Linked DNA regions of Zea mays: region 2 is linked to region 1. The links are chromatin contacts, called in public Hi-C maps. All regions are on one chromosome and are shown on one strand. Each heading gives the region's core, a stretch centred on a gene start, on an enhancer-like site or on the middle of the called end of the contact. The rest is flanking DNA. Distances are from core to core; before and after follow the strand shown.

Evidence for each region. A called contact is a pair of places that touch in the nucleus more often than the background predicts.
Region 2: a Hi-C map of endosperm shows a contact between it and region 1, with 2.9 times the contacts expected there. The contact joins the enhancer-like site here to the promoter of LOC542316 in region 1. A contact is called at or near these places in 4 of 25 Hi-C or Micro-C datasets (ear, endosperm, leaf and 1 more).

What each region holds. Positions count from the first base shown.
Region 1 is chr1:127,128,656-127,135,746 of Zm-B73-REFERENCE-NAM-5.0, reverse strand. LOC542316 (enolase 2) reads left to right here and starts at 2,138. Exons shown (of 18, transcript NM_001401213.1): 1 at 2,138-2,189; 2 at 2,321-2,495; 3 at 3,327-3,390; 4 at 3,538-3,602; 5 at 5,692-5,739; 6 at 5,864-5,950; 7 at 6,058-6,138; 8 at 6,229-6,330; 9 at 6,412-6,492; 10 at 6,578-6,652; 11 at 6,791-6,853; 12 at 6,938-7,018. The coding sequence starts at 2,427.
Region 2 is chr1:127,260,402-127,266,530 of Zm-B73-REFERENCE-NAM-5.0, reverse strand. No RefSeq gene overlaps it. Among protein-coding and RNA genes, the nearest start is that of LOC103638479, 6.3 kb to the right of the region's middle. Within about 2 kb of position 1,465, at least 17 of the 20 cell types and tissues checked have an H3K27ac peak or open chromatin away from gene starts, as enhancers often do. A contact at or near this core is called in ear, endosperm, leaf and 1 more, where this site is marked.

The DNA of each region.
Region 1 (7,091 bases), core at 889-3,388:
TCTTTGTGACCACCTCAACGGGGAGTAGGTTCGCAAGAACCGATCCTCGGTAAAACAAATCACCGTGTCATTCTCTCTTATTCGCTTGTGATTTGTTTTCGCCCTCTCTTTCGGACTCGTATTTAATTCTAACGCTAACTCGGCTTGTAGTGTGTGATTAAGTTTGTAAATTTCAGTTTTGCCTATTCACCCCCTTTAGGCGACTTTCAGTAGTGTAGTGGTAGCTACGAGCACATTTGCTTAAGTGGCCTCGGGTTTGAATCCCCTAAGGGCCATTTATGTTTTTTAATTTAGTTTTAGCTAGGTGTGCGATGTATATGGGAATGGGCTTTGCGGGGATGGGAGAATGAAAAAGGCAACAAGGAATGAGAATGATAGAACAGAGAGTAGTGGCAGAACATGAGAATGGACTGTGCGGGGAGGGGAATGAGAATGGTAGAACGGGGAAGGAGGGAATGGGAATGACAGAACACGGAATGGCAGCAATATATATAATAGGTGAGTGCCCGTGCGTTGCAACGGGAACATATAATATCATGATAACTTATATACAAAATGTGTCATACATAAATTTTGTTATTTTAATTCAGTTGTTTCACTACTACATTGCAACCATCAGTATCATGCAGACTTCGATATATGCCACGATTTGCATGGTCTTATCATTGAAGAGCACGTGCCACACCTGCCGGTAGAAGTTTCCTCGTTAGTCATCAAACATGCACCACCATACACGCTTGCTTAAATAAAAAGGCAAGTGTGTGTGTTGCGAAGAGAATTAAAGACATGCCGGCACAAAAGCTACCCCGACGATAAAGAGTGGTCATTGTTGTCGGTCCTCCTCTGCGTCACCTTCAGCGCCGAGATGACACCACAATCCTTGATATAGTAGTCGTCGAACGCGCGCGACATGGCGAGTACCGATGACTCTTGGCTGGGCTGCCAAACGAAGTGCACCCTGTGCTCATTAGTGAGGTAGTACACCTAGCCGTTGCACCACCGGATGTGCTACTCCTCTACATACATCTTGTTTGAGGACACTCACACAATGTCAGCAACGACCCTCGTCCCAGCGCACAAGAATTCATGGCCGGTGAGTAGCGACTTACGTGGCAGGTCGGGCTTCAGGTGGATGATGAGCTGGACGGCGTGATGGCGCCGTCGTCGGATGCGGTGCCCAGAACAACACGAGAGTCGCCGGCGTTGGCGACGACCATGAGGTCCCCCTGTTTGACGATGGAAAGCACGGTGCAACCGCTCTGGACCGTGTTCAAGCGGCGGCTGCGCTGGAGGTTGCCGTACATAGCGACGCATACGGCCACGTAGGACTGCTTCGAGAGGTCGAACTGACAGTCGCCAAGCTTCTTCTCATCGTCGATGAGCGACGCCAACGCGAGCGCCTCCTGCTAGTGGTGTTTGTTCGGGGTTTCCAAGTAAGAAACATGGATTCATTTTTGACGTTGGTTTATAAAAATGACTCAAAGTCAGATCCATGAAAAAATATTACGGAGAAAAATGTCACACATGCAAAAAAAAGAATTTAAGTTGAAAACATTATTCAAACAAAAGGAATTGCATGCAAAGCTCTTCTTAAAATACTACTCCCTCCATCCAAAAATATAAGTCAAGAATCTCGGTGATACTTATCTATTGCTACACATGTGCAATGGTAGCAGGTGGGCTTCGTGAGAGATGTAGTAGATGTTTTTATTATAATAGATGTAGATATAAACACACATGTAGTGTAGTGGTAGCCAAGTGGTCTCGAGTTCGAATCCCCTTAGGGCCATTTATGTTTTTTAATTTAATTTTAGCTAGGCGTGGAATGTATATGGAAATGAGAATGAGTTTTGCGGGGACGGGAGAATGAGAAATGCAACAAGGAATGAGAATGACAGAACAAAAAATAGTGGCAGAATATAAGAATGGACTGTACGGAGAGGAGAATGAGAATGGTAGAACGCGAAAGGAGGGAATAAGAATGACAGAACACGAAATGATAGACTATCCTTAGTGTCTTAATAAGTAGTACATATGTTGGACTAAAGGCCCCAAGAGTAACAGAGCGTTAGGTATGTATCTTCTTACATAGCATTTCTTTATTTAATTGACCTAGTGAGTACTAGTGAGTATTGCACTAACTCTAATCGGTTAATTCAGGATTATCCGAATCCGAATCCAATTTTCCGGTACCCAAATTTTTAGATACTTATTTTGGATACAATTCATCATATATCTACTTTCAAAACTCAAATTTTGCAAAATTGAGTTACCTGACCTAATTTTTTTTTAACCCGAATGTCCACACCTCGTTCGGTAGGTCCCACTTTAGGGCGCCAGTCTATAAAAAACGGCGGTCTGCCCTAAAGCCCTCTCTCCCAAAGCCATCTTCCTTCCGCGGACTAGTTTTTTCTGAAGATTCGGCGATGGCGGCGACGATCCAATCCGTGAAGGCGCGCCAGATCTTTGACAGCCGCGGCAACCCTACAGTCGAGGTGCGGACCTGCTGGCTTATCCACCCCGTATCTACTTCTATCTGGTCGGATCGGATTGGTCCATCTCGCCACGGTGTTGTCATATTGCGCGGCTGGCTGATCTCGCTACAGGATTTGGGTTTCTGGAATATTTTTTAAATTAAAAGTGGACAAATTTTAGACCGTTTAAATGTTGAGGGTTTGAGGGTTTTACGTGGTGGGTAGGATGTAGATCCGTGGAACTGGGCGATGTGTATTGTAGTCTCTTCGGTTTCGTATCGAAGTACTCTCTCTCTGCTAAAATATTAGTCATTTTCAAACATTCTTTCCAATTAACTTCGACCAAATTTATAAAAAAATAAAAAATAATATTTATAGTATATAATTGGTATCATTAGATAGGTCTTAATCTATTTTCATAAATAAACTTATTTGGAGATACAAATATTGCTAATATTTTCTACAGATCTAGTGAAATTTAAGAAATTTTTACTGGCACGAATACCGTAATGACCACTATTTTGGGACGGGGCAGAGGGAGCAGTAAGGATGAATGATGTTACTGAACTTGGTTGGTCTCTGGTACGGTATTCTGTCCCCACTTGTCACCTGTTTGCGAGATACAGCAGATTATGTTATCTTTACTGTCAGTTCGAAATGATTCTTTCTTTCTGGGTAGTTATGGTCCATGCTTTTGACTAAAAAACTGCATTAAAATTTGCCAATTTATTGTATAATTGATTCAGTTTTCTTCCATTGTTGTGCCAAAATGAAACGTGTTGGACAATTTTGGTTAAATCTGTAAGCTGGATAGCTAATATTATTAGTTTTATCATTGTATTTATGCCCCAGGTCGACGTGTTTTGCTCAGATGGAACCTTTGCAAGGGCAGCTGTTCCCAGTGGAGCATCAACTGGTGGGTTATTTTGGAATAATATTAGTAGTGTTCAGGTTACTCATTTGCTTTTGCTTTACATCTTTCCATGTTTTGAGCATATCCTCTAATCCTTAAGGTCTATCTTATGTCTTGCAGTAGCTGATAGTGATGTTGTCCTGTTTACAGGTGTATATGAAGCTCTGGAGTTGAGGGATGGTGGCTCTGACTATTTGGGGAAGGGTGTCTCCAAGGTTTATCTTATAGCTGACTGCTTGTTATTAATTAATAACTTAATTTGATCTTCTGTTGTAAAGATTATGTTAACTGTAGAAATAATCTGCTCACCTCTTGCAAGTCTCTGCACGCACATATGTTTCTAGTTATGTATGCTAAGTTATTAACATTGGTTACTATTGAAATCTAGGTATTTAGCTGCTTGTAGTGATTTGATCAATGACCCATGCAGTGGTCTATCCTAAGTTTACAGCTAGGTGTGCACTGTCATATTTTGTTTTGTAAGCTAAAACTTGTATCTAGAGCGCCTACTTATTTTCTCAGTTTCTTTGTGGTTTGATTTGCCATATTGATCCTATGTTCTCTATTACAAATAGAGTACTTGTGGCGTTCTGTTTTACTTCTCGGTTCCAAACTATAAGACATTTTGATTTTTCTAGATACATTGTTTTTACCATTCATCTAGTCTAAACAGTGTACATCTAAGTGCATAGCAGAAATATGTACCCAGAAAACCAACATGTCATAGTTTGGAATGGAGGGAGTAGCTTTGTTATGAGCAGAAAAAAATCAAATAGATTGACATCACAAGATTGGTGCTACTAGATTCATCACGCTAGACTGATGTTTACCTATAACATGATTAATATTGACTGATCATTGGACAAATTGTCCTAGTTGCAGGTCCATATCGTCTGAATGATAGACATAAGTGTCTTAACATAATCATGTACACCTTGTGTATTTGGCTGAAAATGGTCGGTAACCATGTCTTGTATGGAAATGATCCTCAGTCCATTGGGAACTCACCATATTTACAGTTGAAACTATTTAGAGACTATCAAAATGGTGCTTATAGAAATTAGATAATCAAAACTTTGGAAATGGTCATAAATGATGTTACCTTTTTTTTTCAGAAATGATTCCTGGTAAATGGGATCTTCAATTTCCGTGTTCATCCCTAGTTGTCGAGGTGGTCTTAACATGCGTTTAAGTGAACACTTCAGATGATATATTTTAATAGATATTGCTAGACAAAGGGCATGTTTGGTTTGTGGCTAAATGTGCCACACTTTGCCTAAGGTTAGTCGTCCGAATTGAATAACTAACCTTAGGCAGAAAAGTTAGGCAAAGTGTGGCAATTGAGGTAACGAACCAAACATGCCTAAAGTGCCATAATGAAACGTGTGCTGATATCATAGCACACATGCCTTTTAAACCACATCAATGCATGCCTTTTACAATCCGTTCGGAAGCTATTATTAGCAGCCGAACGGAGGCTGCAGCTTTTCTGATTCTATGACACAAATTACTGTGAAAAACGCTGCAGCAACGGCCGGCAAAATACCAGCCAAACGGATTCTTAGGCATTATCTTTCCCAAAATTATTCATAATTGGTAGCTGAAATCAATGGCCTGCATACCTGCCTTTTTAAAATAATGTTTTACAAGGAATTAAGCAAGTATGTCAATGGGTATTTAAGGTCATTCATGATTTGATAAACTTCAGTTTTTGTAATAAATCAATCGAACCTTTGCCAAGGCTCTGTTTGGTTTGTGTCCCCTAGTAGTTGTGCCAAACTTTGGTCAAGGCCAAGACAATTTGGACAGGTTCAGAATAAATGACATTGGATGGCAACCATGCCAAGTCTTGCCACGATTGTCATATCAATAATTTTCTCCTCATTGAAAGCCCTGTTGGATAAAATTACAAGGAATACCATCAAGAAAGCTAATCGCAAATCAGACATACCTTTGACTGATGGTATTATTTGAAGTTTTATAATCCAAGAATTTTGAACTGCATGCAACCAATGTGTGTCTGCCACCTCACCTGTGGGAAACAGTGGTGGCCTGGCCAAATCAGCTTGATATGCAACCAAACAGCAGCCAAGTCCTGCTGCTGGCCAAACATTTGACTTGGCTCACATTGGCCCATAACCATGCCCAAATTTCCATAGAACAAATCAGCAGAAATACAATTTATATTCCAGAACATGAGTTGCAATTGTAAATCTTGGTACCTGTACAATGCTGCAAACATGAATATTGTAGCATTTTGCTAAATTCATTCTTTACTTGTTTAACTTATCCTTTTTCTCTCAGGCTGTGAACAATGTGAATTCTGTTATTGGACCTGCTCTGATTGGCAAGGTTTGCAACCGGTTCCCTCGTTCTATTCTTATAGTCTCTCGTTCTATTCTTATAGTCTCTCGTTCTATTCTTATAGTCATTATTAAACGCGGTATTCATTGCTTATATCCCGTTTGGTCTGCAGGACCCTACAGCACAGACTGAGATTGATAACTTCATGGTTCAACAACTTGATGGGACCAAAAATGAGTGGGGATGGTGCAAGCAAAAGGTATTATCTAATCCAAGTGTATGAAACCGTGGAAGTGAAAGAACTCTTCTTTTTTCCAGTTGCAGAATTGTTGTTTAACAGTTGGCTTTCATGATTTGTATATCCAGCTTGGTGCTAATGCGATTCTGGCTGTGTCATTAGCTGTTTGCAAAGCTGGGGCTAGCATCAAGAGGATTCCTTTATACCAGGTTCCTATCTTGCTTTATTAGTAGTACTCTTAGTTTATTCAGTTTTAACTATTTAATCTCTTATTAATTTTTTATATTTTGTAATTGCAGCACATTGCCAACCTAGCTGGGAACAAGCAGTTAGTGTTGCCTGTCCCTGCATTCAATGTCATCAACGGTGGTTCCCATGCTGGAAACAAGCTTGCTATGCAGGCAATACCCTCAACCAAGATTTAACATTCTTTCTTGTTTGAGTTTTTTCGCATTATGTTTATGCTCTTTCCATGGATGCAGGAGTTTATGATCCTTCCTACTGGAGCTGCCTCATTTAAGGAGGCTATGAAGATGGGTGTTGAAGTTTATCACCACCTGAAGGCATTTGCCTCGTATATCTTGTTTGTCCTTTTCTTTTTGTAGTGTCAAAGTATCATAATTTGATATCTTTTGTTGTTCCTTACAGTCCGTTATCAAAAAGAAGTATGGGCAAGATGCCACGAATGTTGGTGACGAAGGTGGTTTTGCTCCGAACATCCAGGTTAGTTTCTGATTTCACAGTTGGGGACATCTGTTTTTTTATTTGTTTCACTTTACTGGAACATTGGTCTTTATGTAGGTAAAACTGAAAACGATGTTTTGTTATGAGAGTTAATCTGTTTCAATTTCCTGATACTAGGAGAACAAGGAAGGACTTGAGCTCTTGAAAACTGCAATTGAGAAGGCTGGATACACTGGCAAGGTTCACCAGATATTTGTTTTGTTCAGTATTCACCTGAGACTTGAAGTTTGTCATATGTTTTTCTTATCTCTATCTGAATGCTAGGTTGTCATCGGAATGGATGTTGCTGCTTCGGAGTTTTACAGTGACAAGGACCAAACCTATGACCTCAACTTTAAGGAGGAGGTAGACCATTGTTTTCTTTCTGTGAACAAGTTAATAAACTTGCCAGACATGTCCCTAACTAAACATTCTGTTT
Region 2 (6,129 bases), core at 216-2,715, 130 kb before region 1:
ATTTTAATTTATGAATTTCTAAAGATTCCATGTGTTTTGTACAAGATTAAATGGGATATAAATTTTAATGTGACTTTCATGTCAAAACAGTGGTACTAACTGATAAACAATAATATTAAAAAATTATAGGAACTGGAATGAACTGAAAAGAAGCTAAAATGAATTTTATATGAATTTTACAAGTTTCTATAATTATTTTGTGTTGAAAATCAATTTATGATATTATTTATCTGGTTTCCTTATTCTCAGGCCACGCATCAAAATCCAGAGAGTCGGGGGTTTAATCTGCAAAACCCTGCAGACTCAGAACACAGTGGGGGTACTGCGAGTTTATTGTCTAATTCATCAGGGGCTCTTTAGTAAGATGTACCCGCGAAGGGGTACGCAAGAAATCTGGCCATCGGATCCTCACTGGACGACCCAGATTAGATCGGCCACCACACTGAATCGGTACGCTACGCATACCCTCAGATCTAGATCCAACGGATCAAATTAGATCTAACCCATCTGAACCGGTACTCAATCGCTACCGTTGGATCCCACATCGACGCACCCGATATAAAACACTGAGATCTAATCCTGTCCGCACAATCTTCGATCGACGTCGTGGTTGGTTGCATGAAAGGGGTAGGTGACAATCTAATCTCCACCTTTCCTTCGCGGATCTGCGACGCACGCGTTTCTTCCTCCCAATGACGCCAGGCGGCGGCGCCGCGCTCTACCCGGCGGAGCCCCCACCGGCGATCACGGAACTGGTGTTCTGGCGCTCAACCACTCCTTCTAACATGTGCTACATGAAGCAGATATCAACGGGAACAACAACAATGGGATTTCATCGCGGTCGTACGGCCTAACGTCCCTGCCCACAGCGGAGCTATCACCGGAATTCCCCAAATTCGAACTCCGTGCAAACTACTCGAGTGCCAAACGACCTACACGCAGAGGAATACATGACGTGGTACCTTTCGGACAGAAACGACAGGGACATAGCCGGCCGCGGTAAGGTGTGGATGGCGGAATACGCCCGATCACCGGCGACGAACTCCAAGGGTACTGCGAACCCGCGCGCACCACAATTCTTCTACCACTCACCACACGCCCGGCCAAGCACCCACAAATGGTCACCGGTGTCCCAATGCCGGTGGACGAGCAGGCCCACGACGGCGGACCTTCGCCCACCCCCATGGTCCCTGCAGCGGCGTCCCTAATGCTTATGTGTGGCGCAAGAAGATGAGAGGAGAGGGGAGAGAGAGGAGAGAGAGGAGATCGCGAGGGCCCGGCTGGTTAAATAGGGGCGAGGGCACGTGATTGCGGCGGCCGGCAGAAGACCTGCGATTCCCACGGTGTGCGCAGAGAAATTCTCGCGTTCTGTTTCAGGAAAGGGAACGAGCTGACATGGATGGTCCACACGGCAGTGATTGCACAACAGCACGCATACTCCAGTGAGCGACTGACCACGCGGCCCCACGCGTAGGTGACACCATGGAAGAGAAATGAGCTGGGGCGCGGCGGTGGAGGTTGGGAATGGGCCTAAAACGAGGTAGCAGGCCCAGCAGGGTTTTACTCTTTTTCTTATTTCATTTTGAGTTACAAATTTCAAATTTAAATCCGAGTTATGTTTTCAAAATTCTATTTTAATGCACAATGAAATCTCCAGCCTGCGAAATTTTTAGTTTATTCATATTTAATTATTTCATTCCTTTAATTAAGTGCTCCAAAACAAATAATAAAGAGTAACTCCTATTTAATCTTCAAATTTGTTTCTAGTTCCAAGTTCAAACCTGCTGAAACTTTTTGTTTTGAATTTCCAATTCCCATTCTCAAATATAAACTTAATGTGAATATATGTTCTACTGTTTATAATATTATTATTTATTCATTTCTCCATTATTTATATATGAAAAGGTCTTAAATGACTTCATTAAAATTTCTTTCCTCAATTTCTATTTTATGTTTTCATTCAAAGTTTTGAGGCCAAGTTTAAATTATGACTCCTTATTTCAATAGAATGTGCCACCCCAAATCTATAAGTATGAGATGCCCATTTTTATATGAATATTTTAATTCCTTAAGTTGATTACGAACAAGGAATGTCAAAGATTTTAACAATTTTTAGGAACACTATCATTTTTATTTCTTTATTTTGTTATTTTATGATACATATATTCTTCTACCAAATTTATGTCTTACATCGTGTTACCCATTTGCCACGGTGTTGATCGGACCCCATACACCTCTTCCAAGGAAGCGAGGCAGGGTACCACTACGAGGCCTTTACAAAGTTCCACTAGCTTCAGAAAACCCGCTACAGTTTCTAGGAAGCTCCAATGCAGGGACATCTCACCTGACCGCCATCGCAGCGAAATCAACCCAAGGGCCTCCCTACACTAACCACTCCCCTACTGCCCCTGCCCCTTTCGGGTAAGGTAGTCCTCCACTAGCTTTCCTAATTAGTCAGCCAAGGGCGTCCCATAACAATTGATAATAAAAGTATGATAATGAATAATGTGTATCTCCATACCCAAAACCACATAAAGCAATAGCAGGTACTACCCAAGAATTCAGTGGTAAACAAGGTATAAATATAGTCAAACTAGGGTAACCTATTGGGTCCCATAAAAATTAACCTATGCAGATCATTATGATTAATAAGAACATGAGTGGGTAAAGAGAAGTGATCAAGGGCACAACTTGCCAGGGACTTGAGATTTCATGTACCAACTTGCTCTTTAGATGACACATGTCCTCACTGCTAAACGTAGCAATACAGACAAACATGGTATAAGCAAAATTAACATCACACCAAATATAAGAATAAGATGTGTAATAATAATCTACGCGTCTTAACGAGATCGTGGGAACAAGAATCACTAAATTCGGAGTTACGATTATTAAGTTATGAATTTATGAAGTTATTAAGCACTTAGAATAGATTAATCAAATGAACAATTTTATTTCAAATGAACAAAACTAGTTGATAGACAATATTAATACAAAATTATTGCAACTGGAATGGGTCAATTTGGAGCTAAAATGGATTTTCTAGGAATTACACAAGTTCTAGAATTATTTTTGTGCTAGAAAAGTATTTTCTATATTGTTTTTCCTACTTTCTTAAGTCACTAGACTAGGCACATAATTATCAGGCAACACAAGGTCACTGTTATAAAATTCTGGGCCTAGTTGTAACACTTCTTTGAATTATGATGGACGGCGGGTTGATTTCCCATAAACAGAGGGGTTCTTTAGAAAAAAGGGTTCTGCAAAGGGGTACGCGTGAATCTCGGCCGTCCGATCTGGTTTCTAGAGCCCAGATTAGATTTAGCATACGCTTAATCGGTACTCGTTGGTGGTCATTGGATTCGTGATCTACGGTCGTTAATTCATGAGGCGAAGGGGTAAGCTGTTCTAATCCTGCGCGTTCATTCGCAGATCAACGACCACCGATCAACCATCGCCAGATCCGATCGGAGCCGCAATTCCGAGATCCAACTGTCGCGCCCACTTCTTCCTCCCCGACACAAAAGAGACGGCGCAAGCGGCCACCACGGCGGCGCCATTTCCGATCCCAATGAGCACCCGTCACCACGCCCCATGACCCAGATCAAACAGCTAAATTCGTAGTGTGCATCAATTTGAGATGATAGAGCCGATACCCACCGAGGATGGCGTGCGCAGGTGTTCTGCCCGCGGCGGACCCATGGTGGTGCCCAAGTCTAGCGACGAATTCCCGAAACTCCGACGCACACCGCACGCGCATATGCTTTGAAAACTTTCCACGTTCCCCGGCGAAGCTCCTATGCTATCACCTTGGTTTGGATTGACAGCGTACGAGCAATACCCCCACGACGACTAGCGGGAGAGGTGACTATGGTGGATCTTCTAGGATCCATGGCGGGGCACAGGGTCCCAAGGGGGCGCAACATCGACCATGGGTTGTGAGTCGAGGAGGGGATGTGGCTTTGGCTTTTATAGCCCAGTGAAGATCTCGGCCGGGATTTGGCCATAACAACCATGTGACGGCCGCAAGTCCGTGCCGATCAACAAGGTGAAGAAGCTCCCGTGCTGGGGGGGTCCACATGTCTGCGGTCGTAGGAACCAAGGCGAGGCACAAAGGTCACTGACCCAGGCGGCCCACGCGTAAGAGGCTTTGGAAAAACACGTGCGTGAGATGGCTGAATTGCGGGCCTGCCCTAGCAGTGATGGCACGATCACGCGCACAGCAGGAGAGACGGCAGGAGAGTGGCCCGGGTTGTCAGCGCTAGGAAGTCAAATTGGGTCGCGCGATGTTGGACCGAGGACAAGGAAAGAGTGGTGAATTCCATTCTGGTGGCCCAATTAGCTCTATTTCCTTTTTCTTTTTCTTCTCTTCCATTTTTCCTACTCAAGTTCAAATTTCCAGATTCAAACAAATTTAAATTCTTACTTTGGACTTAAGATTTTCCCATTATCACACTAAATTCCAATATGAATAATATTTCTACTTCTTGCCATAATATTTCTTATTTTATTGTTATTTCCTCACTCTTTTATTCCTAAGTATATAATTCCTTTTCTAGAGCGCAAGTTCCTATGAAAAATTAGATTTGTTTTAATTATGAATTTTGAGTTTTTGATGCGCAAACAAATAAACTCCAACATGATGCATAGAGTATTTTATTAGTTAATTGTTCACTTTCTGGTTATTATCATGCCTTACTATGTGGATGGCAAATCACATAATGAGACCAACTCTTATATAATTTTTGGGTATTACAAATCCTACCCACCTTACAAAGAATCTCATCCTCGAGATTTGTAAGAAAAGGGATACAGAAGGATTGGTCTGTAATTTGGCTTTTAGTCTATAATTGGTTCAAAAATCAAGAGTCTCCTTTTTTATATAGTCAATAGTGGTTGATTGGGAGAGCATAGGTATCCTGCTACTTATTATGTAGGATATAAGCTGGACAAGTTGAGGTAAGAAAGATTATGGCAAGGAAAAGACTTCATCCGAAATGTTTTTAAGTCTTGATTCATCTCGAGATTCGCTTTGACTGTTATATCCTTCCTTGTCGATGTTGATCTTTTCTTCTCCGATCTTGGTCTCATTGATTCGAGGTTAGTGTATGTCATTGGAGTTGAGGCATATGGTTGAAATAGTTATGGGTGAGATGGACTACATGATGTAGGTCAAAATCTTGTTTGATATCAGGTGGGGGGGTACAATTCATCATGACTCTATTGGTTGGGTTAGCTCTTTTGCTCATGGTTGAATTGGTCTAATGTGCTAAGTTAAGTTAACACCTGGCTAGTAGGGTCTAATCTCTTCTACAGGTATCACTAATCTGTTTAAGTAGACCATATTAGATTAGATCATATTAGATTACTAGGAACGTGCCCGTGCGATGCCACAGAACACAAATTGCGACCCTCCAATGGACATGGATATGAGAGCTAATCCAGTTGGACATGGATATGAGGATACCGGGTTGCAACCCACCTCAGCCTAAATGCGCGGTTGCAAGTATGCATGTAACAAGGGTCAAGGTCAGTACGTACACATGATCGACTCCAGTATGCCAACAATAGGGACTCTAAGTGACTGAACCAGCGGCAGCTCGCTAGCTCCACAGCATGGACGTCAGTATGCCAAAATCTACGACGACACCAGTTTGGCACGCTACACCATTGTGTGCCCTGTAGCACACATTCATCCATCATCACTCAGATTTCAGAACATGCCCAATGATCATTATCCAAAAATGAACCAACAGGCGACAAATATTTGAGAACGGAGGTAGTACTATGCTATGGTACATATAGATGACGAAGGTGGAATCCACCAGCTACAAAATAGACATAGGCAGTGCTGATACATACTGCAAAATAACATATACCCCTGTGGTCCAACATCATGCTATTCATTACTCATTACAACATTATTCCAGCCTACACATAACACAACACCATATCCAGATTATATACAGATAGTAAGTACTTCAGTTCCATCGAGCAGGCTCTGCAGGTTTAAAATATCCTCGGGAATCGGGAGCCTCCCGCACTTGCGCTGCAGAAGAAAGCAGCAAGATTCGTAACGTGATCCTGATAACACAAATCGTAACTTGCACCAAATCGACAAGGGTATGG